Regions from separate parts of the Mus musculus genome. Here regions 2, 3 and 4 are each linked to region 1. The links are chromatin contacts, called in public promoter capture Hi-C maps. All regions are on one chromosome and are shown on one strand. Each heading gives the region's core, a stretch centred on a gene start, on an enhancer-like site or on the middle of the called end of the contact. The rest is flanking DNA. Distances are from core to core; before and after follow the strand shown.

The links. Promoter capture Hi-C pulls out the DNA fragments that hold promoters and counts their contacts. Capture Hi-C pulls out chosen DNA fragments and counts their contacts.
Region 2: a contact with region 1 is called in a promoter capture Hi-C map of liver, with 7 times the contacts expected there. The contact joins the enhancer-like site here to the promoter of Dhrs7 in region 1. A contact is called at or near these places in 26 of 39 promoter capture datasets (the 3T3-L1 cell line, 3T3-L1-derived adipocytes, the C10 cell line and 15 more), 12 of 15 datasets of contacts at CTCF or cohesin (CD8 T cells, the G1E-ER4 cell line, the NIH/3T3 cell line and 6 more), 202 of 484 Hi-C or Micro-C datasets (the 3T3-L1 cell line, 3T3-L1-derived adipocytes, the AML12 cell line and 98 more), 48 of 115 datasets of contacts at active chromatin or transcription factors (the 230-238 cell line, the NIH/3T3 cell line, SST interneurons and 27 more) and 5 of 9 other capture datasets (adipose tissue, embryonic stem cells, embryonic tail and 2 more).
Region 3: a promoter capture Hi-C map of adipose tissue shows a contact between it and region 1. The contact joins the promoter of Lrrc9 here to the promoter of Dhrs7 in region 1. A contact is called at or near these places in 25 of 39 promoter capture datasets (the 3T3-L1 cell line, 3T3-L1-derived adipocytes, the C10 cell line and 13 more), 32 of 484 Hi-C or Micro-C datasets (B cells, the G1E-ER4 cell line, LSK cells and 25 more), 20 of 115 datasets of contacts at active chromatin or transcription factors (bone marrow-derived macrophages, embryonic forebrain, embryonic midbrain and 9 more) and 4 of 9 other capture datasets (adipose tissue, liver, macrophages and 1 more).
Region 4: a contact with region 1 is called in a promoter capture Hi-C map of liver. The contact joins the enhancer-like site here to the promoter of Dhrs7 in region 1. A contact is called at or near these places in 7 of 39 promoter capture datasets (3T3-L1-derived adipocytes, the HPC-7 cell line, HPC-7-derived erythroid cells and 3 more), 1 of 15 datasets of contacts at CTCF or cohesin (the NIH/3T3 cell line), 1 of 484 Hi-C or Micro-C datasets (embryonic retina), 12 of 115 datasets of contacts at active chromatin or transcription factors (T-cell acute lymphoblastic leukemia, bone marrow-derived macrophages, embryonic midbrain and 4 more) and 3 of 9 other capture datasets (adipose tissue, liver and pancreatic islet).

Annotation. Positions count from the first base shown.
Region 1 is chr12:72,663,518-72,666,217 of GRCm38.p6, reverse strand. It overlaps Dhrs7 (dehydrogenase/reductase (SDR family) member 7), which reads left to right and starts at 1,390. Exons shown (of 7, transcript NM_025522.5): 1 at 1,390-1,589. The coding sequence starts at 1,457.
Region 2 is chr12:72,466,043-72,468,742 of GRCm38.p6, reverse strand. Lrrc9 (leucine rich repeat containing 9) reads right to left here. Exons shown (of 32, transcript NM_001142728.1): 13 at 1,753-1,885. Among named protein-coding and RNA genes, the nearest start is that of Lrrc9, 26 kb to the right of the region's middle. Within about 2 kb of position 1,297, at least 7 of the 459 cell types and tissues checked have an H3K27ac peak or open chromatin away from gene starts, as enhancers often do. A contact at or near this core is called in hepatocytes and liver, where this site is marked.
Region 3 is chr12:72,440,596-72,443,295 of GRCm38.p6, reverse strand. Lrrc9 (leucine rich repeat containing 9) reads right to left here and starts at 1,430. Exons shown (of 32, transcript NM_001142728.1): 1 at 1,128-1,430.
Region 4 is chr12:72,488,789-72,491,488 of GRCm38.p6, reverse strand. All of the region lies in intron 23 of Lrrc9 (leucine rich repeat containing 9), which reads right to left. Among named protein-coding and RNA genes, the nearest start is that of Pcnx4, 46 kb to the left of the region's middle. Within about 2 kb of position 1,333, at least 51 of the 459 cell types and tissues checked have an H3K27ac peak or open chromatin away from gene starts, as enhancers often do. A contact at or near this core is called in adipose tissue, bone marrow-derived macrophages and liver, where this site is marked.

The sequences.
Region 1 (2,700 bases), core at 141-2,640:
TCTAAAGCTCTGCCTTGGCACTTCGACACTCAGCACCCACCCGGGTCTAATCCCTAGGGGTGGACAGGAAGAGATCATAGCTTCCTGCCAGTCTCCCAAGCCCAATGTCCCAGTCTCAGATCCCTCATCCCCACAGCTTGGGGTTGTGACCCATCGGAACACTAGATCCACTGCAGTCCTGTCCTTTTACAGAAGGGGAAACATTTGGGATAAGATTCATCATGAGACTCTGTGTGGTATTTTAAGACATCTTATTACAAAAGTAATGTGCTACAAAATAAAAATAAAATTCACATGGCCCAGGTGATACGTCAATTAGAGCAATTCTTGACCAATATTATTCCAAATGGCAGTCCAAAAGTTTAGCTAACTGACATGCACCTTGAACTATACCACAGCAATTTCTGATTAACACTAGTTCAAATATTTCCTGCATAGATCACTCTAAAGATGCAAAATATAGACCTTTGTAAACCTTTTCTCACTGCAATGAAAAAAGTGACAATTCAGCTGGGCGTGGTGGCGCACACCTTTAATCCCAGCACTTGGGAGGCAGAGGCAGGCGGATTTCTGAGTTTGAGGCCAGCCTGGTCTACAAAGTAGAAACAGAGAAACCCTGTCTCGGAAAAAAAAAAGTGACAATTTATAAAAACAATACTAACAAACACAGAAGAAAGAACAGAGCAATTAGTGTGCACAGAGGCCTTTCCATATTCAAATGCTGTCAAATGATAATGGCATCATTTACAAACGGTGGCAGGAGGACACCAACCTGAGTGTTTTTAGCTCCTGGAACTTAGCAACAGTTGCCTTCTAGCCCAGTTAGTTTTATGTTCTGATTACTCTGGGCCATGATAGCCAACTTTTGGCCAAATATGAGTATCATTTGTAATGTTTTTCTAAATATAAGCGGCCAGTCCACGAGGGCAACCCAGTTCAAGTGCTGAGTTACTTCGGTATGCTTATCTCAGTCCACAAGCTTAAAGTGAAAGGAAAACAGATTAGGAAGAGTGAGTGAGGGTTTGGCTCAGCTTTTGGGAGCTTGCCCAGCGCGAAGAAGGACCTGGGCACAATTCCCAGCGTGGAGCGGGGGATGGGGCCTCGGGGTCGGAGCGGGCAGTGATCAAAGTTTTGTTTTGTTTCTCGCCAAGGCACCACCAAAGCCCTGAAAAGTCGTCCTAAAAACAGCTGTTAAAGACTCCTTCATGCCCTCACAAATCTTGTTGACTGCTCTCCCAACAGCAGTTTCCCAAGATTCCATGCCTTCTATTGCAACACCCCGGCAGTCTTGCACGCAGTAGGGACGCGCAGAGACGCCGTGGTGCAGCCCGGGACACAGATGGAGCCCCACCTTCGGGGACTCGCTAGGCGGAGCCCCGGGTTGTGACCCGCCGCGTAGAGGGCGGGCGCCGACTGTCTTCCGCTTGCGGCAGAGTCGGGTAGGCAAGGGACAGCGATGAGCTGGGAGCTGCTGTTGTGGCTGCTGGCGCTGTGCGCGCTGATCCTGCCCCTTGTGCAGCTCTTGCGCTTTTTGCGGGCGGATGCGGACCTGACCTTGTTGTGGGCTGAATGGCAAGGGCGACGCCCAGGTGAGCATCCTCTACAGCCTGGGCTCTAAGGAAGATCAGGGCCGAGGTCCCTCCCAGCTGTTGCCAAGCTGAGCCTTGACCAAGGGCTGAGGGTCCGGGAGGAAGAGGCAGGGGCTAAACAGGCAGTACCCACTCTGTCGCTTGTCTTAATTCGAAAATGGCCCTGATTTGTTACCCAGACTAGGATAGAAAACGTCAAACCCCAAGAGAGCGCTGCAATTCTCTGATGCCTGCAAGACACAGACTTCTTCCGTAGGATCCCCGGACACTCTCAGGGAAGGCACCATGGAGAGCAGAGTGTGTCCCTTGCTTTCTAAGAGGCCGGAACATTCTTTGATCCTGCACTTTTTACTTTCCCGGAAGCACCCAAAGAAAATTTGGCCTGAATCACTTACTCACCTGCTCACTTGGTTAAAATTTTCGCAATAGAAAGCGCTGAGCTGGCTTTTTGCCAGGAGGGAGATCATTCTGTGTACAGTAAGGCACGTTTCGCCCGCTCCACTTCGATCTGCAGCTTGCGTGGTGTTTAATGTTCACTTAATACATGATTCACATGCTCCGATATATCAGTTCACAGATGCTGCTGGGTGTTATGTCACGTTGGCAGTGTGTTCAGCAGGCCACAGACAGCCTCTGACCTTTGGCGTTAACAATTCTGATGACATGGGCACTCTTCGTATTGTTTTTCAGTTAAAGACATTGACAGAGAAACTCAAAGCCTCCCTAGGTAGGCTTTTCTGATCCTTAAAGGACTAAGTGGGATTCCACTGTTCGTGGTGGAAAATACACAAAGCACCCGAACAAAAATGCTTTGAAGTAGCTGGTGGCTCAGAAGGTACTGCATTCAAAGTCAGCAGGGCAGGAGTAGGTGACAGCTGGATCTTGGATTTTATGTCCCTCCCAGATGTTGGCAGGCATCCTTGCTGTCTTTTCTCTGAAGCTGCATTGCCTTGGCTCAAACAGTTGCAGTACTGACAAATGCAACTGCACAGTGTGCTTGTGGATTCAGCGCTGCAAAACAGGAGAGGGCATGGCTGTGACTCGGAGACTGTCAGTGTTGAGGGCAAGAATCCTAAATACCCCATACATCTTTTAACTGTAACTCTCCACT
Region 2 (2,700 bases), core at 48-2,547, 200 kb after region 1:
GAACTCAGGTACCGGCTGAGACATTTTCTGTTTCTTTCACCTGAGATCTAACAGGTACTAAATATAAATCTATGGAACAGAAGGACAGACAGTTCTTCTCTCACAGATTCTTGAGGTCTTTGTAATCTCCTGAATACTAAAGATTCCTATGAGTCAATAAAGTTGGAAAAATTCTTATCATTACATATACATTATATATAAATAAATGAATTTTCAATGTTTTATTTGTGTGTGAGTGTGCGCGCGCACACACGTGCGTGTGCACACGCATGGGTTTATGCACAGGAAAGCATTGCCTGTGGAGTTTAAAAGAGTTTATTGGATCCCTTGAAACTGGAGTTACAAGGTAGTTATGAACCACCCAGTGTGGGTGCTGGAACTGACTCTGGTCCTCTGCAAGAGCTGCCAGTGAGTGCTCTTACACACATAAGCCATCTCTCCAGGCCTGATACTTTATTTTCACTCTATGCAAGATATAAAATGTGAGTCAGGCTAGCCTGTTTTAGAAATGCATTTTAGAAGGACTAAGTAGATGGTAAATATGAGGTTTTTCTAATAACTGGGATGGAAAAGAATGATCTGAAAAGTATCAGTTATTTTCAAGTAAAGAGGCCTTGATTTAGCAACCAGATCGTGTTTCTGATATTTCACTACCTGAAGCCATGCACAGTTGACAGCTTGCCATGAACCATCCCAGCAGAACTGTGGCCTGGATCCTGGCATGCTATTCTCAAAGAACCAGTAAGTGCTTGAGTGCTGCTAGCCGGAGGCACCAGGCCTGCCAGGCACTCTGCCACCATGCTGCACCTCCTACCGCAGCAGGTGTTCCTGGCTGAGGACAAACCAAAGCTCTGCCTAGCTGATGTTCAGTTAATTTGGTGACTGAGAGATCATAGAATAAGCTCTCTTAATCCCTAGCCTGATTGGTTGTTCTCTTTATTGTATGCATCGATACTTCATTCATATTTATACTTATCATAGTAACTATAACTTTATATTTAATTTTGTGATTATTGATATTTGTAGGCACTATGTTAGGGAAACTGGTTTATGCAAAACCAGACAGTGCCTAAGACACAATAAGCATTTAATTAGCACATTGTTAATGAGTACATTCCGAAGAATGAAGAGTAGGAGGGGAGGCAAGAGAAGGCACAGGAGCTGGCCTTTTCTCCCAGCCTGTTTTACAGGTTGGTTCTTGGACTGCCATGTATTTAAGTTGCAAGAATGGTATTTACTAACTGAATAAATTACCACACAGTTTGCCTTCTACAGACCAATGTCTAATCCACATGCTTTCCCACTCCTGCCAGGTTTCCTCATCACCTTAGATTGTGGTGACTCAGAACAAATACAGCCAATCTTCCTGACTGTTCTATTGATTATTTCACATACAAGCCAATTCTTTTCTCTTTCTCATGAAGCTAGTGTGTGTAAAGAAATACACAAGTGTACTTCTGAGTTTACTCTTATGATGTAACATAAAGACAGAAGCAGACTCTGAAACGCATGTGCAAGTTGGGTGAACTATCGGAACAACATAGGTTCTCTTCTTCCTAGGGTTGGTAGACAAGAAATACAGAGTCCAACTGACAGTGCAGCTGAACCGACAGAGGCGTGCCACTCTATTGGTGAGTATGTCACACAACAATTCAGACAGTGTCTCTTGGATTGATAAAACCAAGAAGGAAAACGATCCAGAAGAGATGGAGGAGCCGAGGGCCTCACAACGTCAGAAGCACTGTCTGTTACCATGTCTGTAGAGTTCACTCTCTGAGGGGCCTTTCTTCTCCTCCTTGTATTTCTGCTGGAGGAACTCTATCCGGGGACACTCACACATACTGAGGCTGTTCACAAGAGTGACGGCTTCCTTTTTGAGAGAGGGCTGCAAAGGAGAAAAAAAAATCTTAGGGCTACTTTTTTTCATGTAAAATAGACAGCATTTCTACTTGGATGCAGGTAGCTTATTATTTTACGTTTCTGTGTTGGCCAATGTAATCTGCAAAGAGATACTCTCCGGGTGCAGCTTCATTATGCAAAGTCATTTAAATATTCAAAAGTCACATGCGAATGTGTCTATACAAAAGTGATAAGGAACAAAATTTGCTCTTCAGGGAAAACCAGCCAAAGTCATAAGCAACATCAGTGCGGTGCCGGGTTCAACAGCTTCCAACAAGGACTGGGGGATCTCTCGCTAACTCCAAAGGAAGGCCCTGTTGGGGTGAGGTCCACATCAGAAGAGGGTCCCACTCATTTTGGGTGTATGCTATGCAGTCAACATTATTTTCCAGGAAGAAAACATTTCCAATTGTGCACAGACATCTTAGTTTTGTTGTGACTAACTTCACTTCTTCCAAACTGCATCAGTGTCATACAAAGAGCAGACAGAATCACTGTTCCTCGTAAGGAGCCCAGAGCTATGAGAGATTATGAGATGTTCCAAGGACGGGGGGAGAGATGGGCAATGTCACAATCTGAGCTCAGATCTTTTTGTCCTTGTCACAGCCTCAGAGTTTTAAATTGATCACTAGTTTTTGATTAACAGCCATATTATTTAGAATTATGTCTTTTCTGAAATTCAATTAGGAAATTATTTCCTAATCGAAACCTAAAGTTACCCAAAGAAATTCTTCTTAAAAAAGGAAAACTGGATCCTGTGACTACCAAGTCCACACTTCAGCAAATGACCTTTCCACCGTG
Region 3 (2,700 bases), core at 181-2,680, 220 kb after region 1:
TGATAGCTAGCATGGCTGTACTTCAGCACATACTTCTTCCTCTCCTTGAAATATCTTCTGTCCTTGACTCTATACTCCATATATCCTTAAAGAGTGCCTTGAGTCTTCTTCGAAGACTTGCATCCTCTTTGGTCTTATTGTAAACATTCTCTTTCATGTGACTGGGTAAGGTTAGCACATGTCCTCTGCATGGCTACTGTCTGTCACATTGTATTGTGATACTTGCAGGTCCTTCCTCCTAACATGTTCACCGAGGACAGGAACTACGGCTGACACGACATAACTTATCAAATGGTTCCAATGAACTGTCATACCACACACATCCTACCCAACATGACTGTAAACACTGTTCTGCATGGCAATTTGTAACACAGTACTAACTGGTCCGTAAAGAACTGTCTGCCAGCAAAGCTGAGTGAGCATTTAATCTAAGAAACTATCACCTTTCTGCCCAACAGAAGCCCTAGGTGGTCCAACTGTTTTCTCCCTTGAGTATAAAGGAGCCAGAACCCAACAGTTCTCCCTGGTGGTTCACATAAAGGCCCTCCTATTTCTAGATGATCAGTATCCCTTGAGTCTTTCAGTCCAGTAGTTGCCCGAGCCTAGGGCACATCATTTTTTCCTTTTTCCTAGGATCCTTCTCTGAAGTATCACTATTATTTTTTATTATTATAACTACCATCACAATATTACTATAACCCCCACTGCACCATCACATAGGTCCCCTGACCTGTGTGCTGCTGGGAGATTTCCTCCATGTGACTCCCTAGTCCTTCCTACAGGGGAGGGACACCTAGAGGCAACCAGAAGACCGATACTCAGTACCTTATTCCAGAGAGAGGATGGATTCCAGGGCTGTCCTAGGCAGGTCAGAGTGCACTCCGACCTCCCAAATCCCTTCCTGCAGCTGACACCAGCCCCGGGCCTGCTGTGTACTGACCGCCCACTGCGGTTGTCTAGGAAACCCTCTCTCCGCCTCCCTTGACCTCTGGGTCAGGAAGGGGATGGCGAGGACGGGGAAATCAGCCGCCCATCCTTGCCTGCATCACGTGGTAGCAAACTACAACCAATTAACTTAAGCAGGGAAGACCCTCCCCCGCCCCCTTCCGGAAGACCTCCCCTCCCACCTTTGTTAAGACTCCCGCGGAGCGGTGGCAGCCGGTCGCTGCCTAGTTCTTAGTCTTGGGTGTTCACTTTGTTTCCTTCCGAGGACAGTGACAGTTTGTGGGCTAGGCGGTGGGGACCTGGTCCTGGCATTTTCACAGTTAAAGTTTTTGACACCTGGAGCCTCGAAGTCAGCAGTACTAACTGGTCTTGATCCCCAGCATGGCGTGGAGCAGTGAGGTCATAAGACGGTTCCCCTTCCGCCGCTGATGGCCTCGGTCCCAGCTGCTGCGCAGCTGAGGCCACCAAGAGCCCGGTGAGCCCCCAAGGGCAAGCGCCAGACCGCGCGCCCAGGAACGTCTCCAAGCAATCGACCCCCACTGGTCTTTTAGGAGTTCTCAGGCAGGCTTTCGAGTGTCTTAATTTGCCAAAATTCTCAGGAGGCAATAATTTACAAGATAGAATACAAGTTAAGAGGACAGGGGGAGACTGGCTGAGAAAGCAATGAACTTATAAAACAAACCAAATCAACCACAACGTCTACTAGAGTTAGCCACTAGCCACAGCCGCGTATGTGCCCTTTAAAAGCGGTAGTCTGAACTGACGTATATAGGAAAATAGACCAAAACTTAAACGCTTGGTATGCAGAGATGCAATGGAAACGACTTTGTTAATGATTTTTGTATCGATCACATGTTAAACTATTTTGGGGTGCACTGAGTTAAATAAGGTTATGTTTTGTTTGTTACGTTGAAAATCTGGCTACCAGGACAATTTATAATTGCTTGGGAGGCTTGCATTAGGTTATTTTGGACCGGGCATGTCGTTGTTTGCTGTCTATTGCAAGAAATAAACACCATGACCGGACGCAACTTGAGATGAGGGTTTATTTGGCTTTATATGATCAGATCACAGTCCTTCAGCAGGGGAGTCAGCCCAGCTAGGAGCAGTGGAGAAATACTATGGGGTTCAGGTGGCTCTCTTATACAAGCCAGGACGACCTGCTCAGGAGAGGCACTGTCCACAGTGGGCTGGGCTCTCTCCTATCAGTCATTAATCAAAAAAAAAAAAAAAAAAAAAAAGATATGCTCTCAGGACAATCTGATAGGGGCAGTTCCTCAGTTGAGATTCTGTCGTTGTGTCTAGTTTTGTATCAAATTGACAAAACTCTTGACAGCACTGCACTCATTTTTATAATTCAGTGGGGATGTGTTAGTATTTATGACCTTCGGGTCCTCTTGCAAACTAGCATCTGCTGCTTCACTCAGCCTAGCTTTCAATTGCTTTCTCAAGAAAATCTAAACATTATAAATATTTCGTTTTTCTTTCTTTCTTATTTTTTGTTTATATTTTTGTTTGTTTGTTTGTTTGTTTTTTTGAGTTTCTCTGTGTAGCCCTGGCTGTCCTGGAACTCACTTTGTAGACCAAGCTGGCCTCGAACTCAGAAATTCGCCTGTCTCTGCCTCCCAAGTGCTGGGATTAAAAGCATGTGTCACCACGCCCGGCTAAATATTTCTATTTAATAACTTAAGAGTTGGATGCATCCGATGAGTTTGCTGTCTGTAAACACATTCACTGAAGAAGTGAATTAATTCT
Region 4 (2,700 bases), core at 84-2,583, 170 kb after region 1:
CTCTCTCTCTCTCTTTTTTTTTAGACAGCCTTACAAATGCTTTCAGTTTAACTGTCAGCTCTTTTCAAGCTGTTTCTGACTCTTAAAAAGAATGTGGATTAAATTTCTATATCCAAATTTAGTCTATGATTTCAACCGCCTGCTTGATATTTCCAGTCAGATAATCAAATGTGTCATGAGATGTAATTCGTCTGAAAGTCTCCTCCCTGGAAGTTGCCTCTCTTCTATTTTATTGGGGCCTGTTTATTGTTACAGTAGTCTTGGTGACTATAACTATCAGGGATCTGTTGGTGCTCATTAAGGGAAATCTATTTCCTCCTAGTCAAAAGCATGGACTCAGCCTCTGGCTTGAATGTAGAGACCTGACATACTATTGTTTCCTCGGTGGGAGTGGGTGGGTGAGCTCCCTCATAGAAGCAGGAGGTGGGGATGAGATAAGGGGTTTGCAGAGGAGAAACCGGGAAAGGAGAGGACATTTGAAATGTAAATAAATAAAATACCAATTAAAAAGAATGAAGGGGCGGAAAAGGGCTAATTCACCAGAACCTGTCAATTACCTTCTCAAGGCCTCACCTCTCAGGAAGGTTTATTCATTCAAAGCTGTGCTGAAGCACTGGGAGGAATAATTTTCCCCTTAGTGAGATAATGTGCTTTTTCTTCAGCCTATCTCCCCCAGTGTGGTCACCCATGGATCCATCACTGTGCTGATCTTTTAAGGTCTAGCCACCAGAACAGTATAACTTTCTCTTTTTCTTTTACCAAAGCCTAAACATGTTTTCTCTAGCATCATGGGTCTTCTTACTACCCTCTGAAGCTACTTCCTTTGTCTTGTACCTACTTGCTGCCATGTGACAGGCTGCTGACCCAACTCAAGGCAAGACTTTCTCTCTTCCTTCCTTTCATATACCTTTCCCAATGGCTGCCAAGATCTATAACTTGCTTGCCCTGCTGTTTCCTCTTAAACATTAGTAAAATTGACCTTAAGCTTCCTAGTGAGTTTCGTTTATGAAGGCCAAGAATCCAAAGAGGTAGTAAGCCCAAGCCCCTCTTTAACACTTGTATTGTAGTTGCAAACTCTGTAGACATTAACACCTGACTCCCTAGCATAACTGTAGTCATTTTCGTTTCATGCCTGCCAGCCATTTCATATTGTTGTTGTAATGCTGACATAGAAAATTCTTTCTGGAAGGTCAGACTGACCACATATCCTGTTATGTTCTCAGCTTTGCTATTTTTTTGGGCAATTTCACAATCACAGGCTCCACTTAGGACCAATCAAATTCAAGGTCAGTTACAACTATTTTGTTTAGCTAGCCAAAATAGCTTGCGCCACCCTGAAGCTACGTATGAGCTCATTGCAGTGTTTGCCTTTATAAACTGGCCCTGAGAAACATTCAAGGTCTCAGTCTTAGCTCCTGAGTCTATGCTATGCCCTGATAGATCAGTCTTGGTGTGGGTGTTCAATGTTCTTGTTTGACTGAGACCAGGGTCTGAGTGGTTTGTGGGGGGATTCCTGGACCCCAGCAGTAGGTATCTTTTCATGTTTGCTGTGTATGGCTGATAAATTCTGTCAGTTTCTCCCAGAATTTCTCCTGTGCAATACCAACTCGGCCGAACCCTGCTTAGCTTACAAGCTTAGATGAGCACAGACACATTTTGGGTGGTGTGACTGAAGAGGCCCCATTGCTTTTCATAAGTCTCAGTTTTCTGCTTTTATTTATTTATTCATTTGTTTTGTTTTTATGTTTGTTTTTTGATATGGGGCTGCTCTACATAGCCCTGGCTGTCTTGGAACTTACTATATAGACTAGGCTGGCCTCAAACTCACAGAGATCTGCCTGCCTCTGCTAGGATCTGCTGGAGTGCTAGGATTAAAGGCATGCATCATCACTGCCCAGCCATCTTTCTATTTTTAAAGTCACCTCCTTCTGGTCCAGTTTCTCATTATTTGTTCCTGGTATATTTTAGTAATCTTCTTTGCTGCCATAAATACTGCTATTAGATGAGAATTCTTAATACACAGTTCTAGATATGTAATTACACTCCTGAAAACTATTCGACATATTCTTGTTCTCTTTAATTTGAAGTCTAATTCTTCAGCCTGGTCTTCATACCCCATTATTAATTCACAGATTTGTAACCCCATTCCACAAAGAACTTAGAGCAGCTTACAGGAAGCATGTAAGAAAACAATAAAAGCACAAATAATACATGATGAAGAAGATCAAGACTAAGGACAAGGTAAGTTAAGCCAGGCAGTGGTGGCACACACCTTTAATTCCAGCATTCAGCAGGCAGAGGCAGGCAGAACTGTGAGTTAGATGTAAGCCTAGTCTATAGAAGGAGTTCCAGGATAGTCAGGGGGGTTACACAGAGAACATGGAGAAACCCTGTCTCAAAAGCAAACAGACAGACAAACAAACAAACAGACAGACAGACAAACAAACTCAACAAGAACAACATAAATTAGAACAGATTAAAAACTAGGGTTAGAGACAGGGAGAATGTAATGTCCTATAGAATTTCTATTATTGTATCATAAAATTGGCCCTGAGCTTTTGCGATGCTAAAATGAAAAAGGAAATACATAATATTTACAGTTAGTGAACAGAACAAGACCTTTTCCCCCTACATTTATGTATTTTCTAAATGTATTTTCTCATGACACCTTTCAAATGAGGGCAGTTAATAAGAAGGACA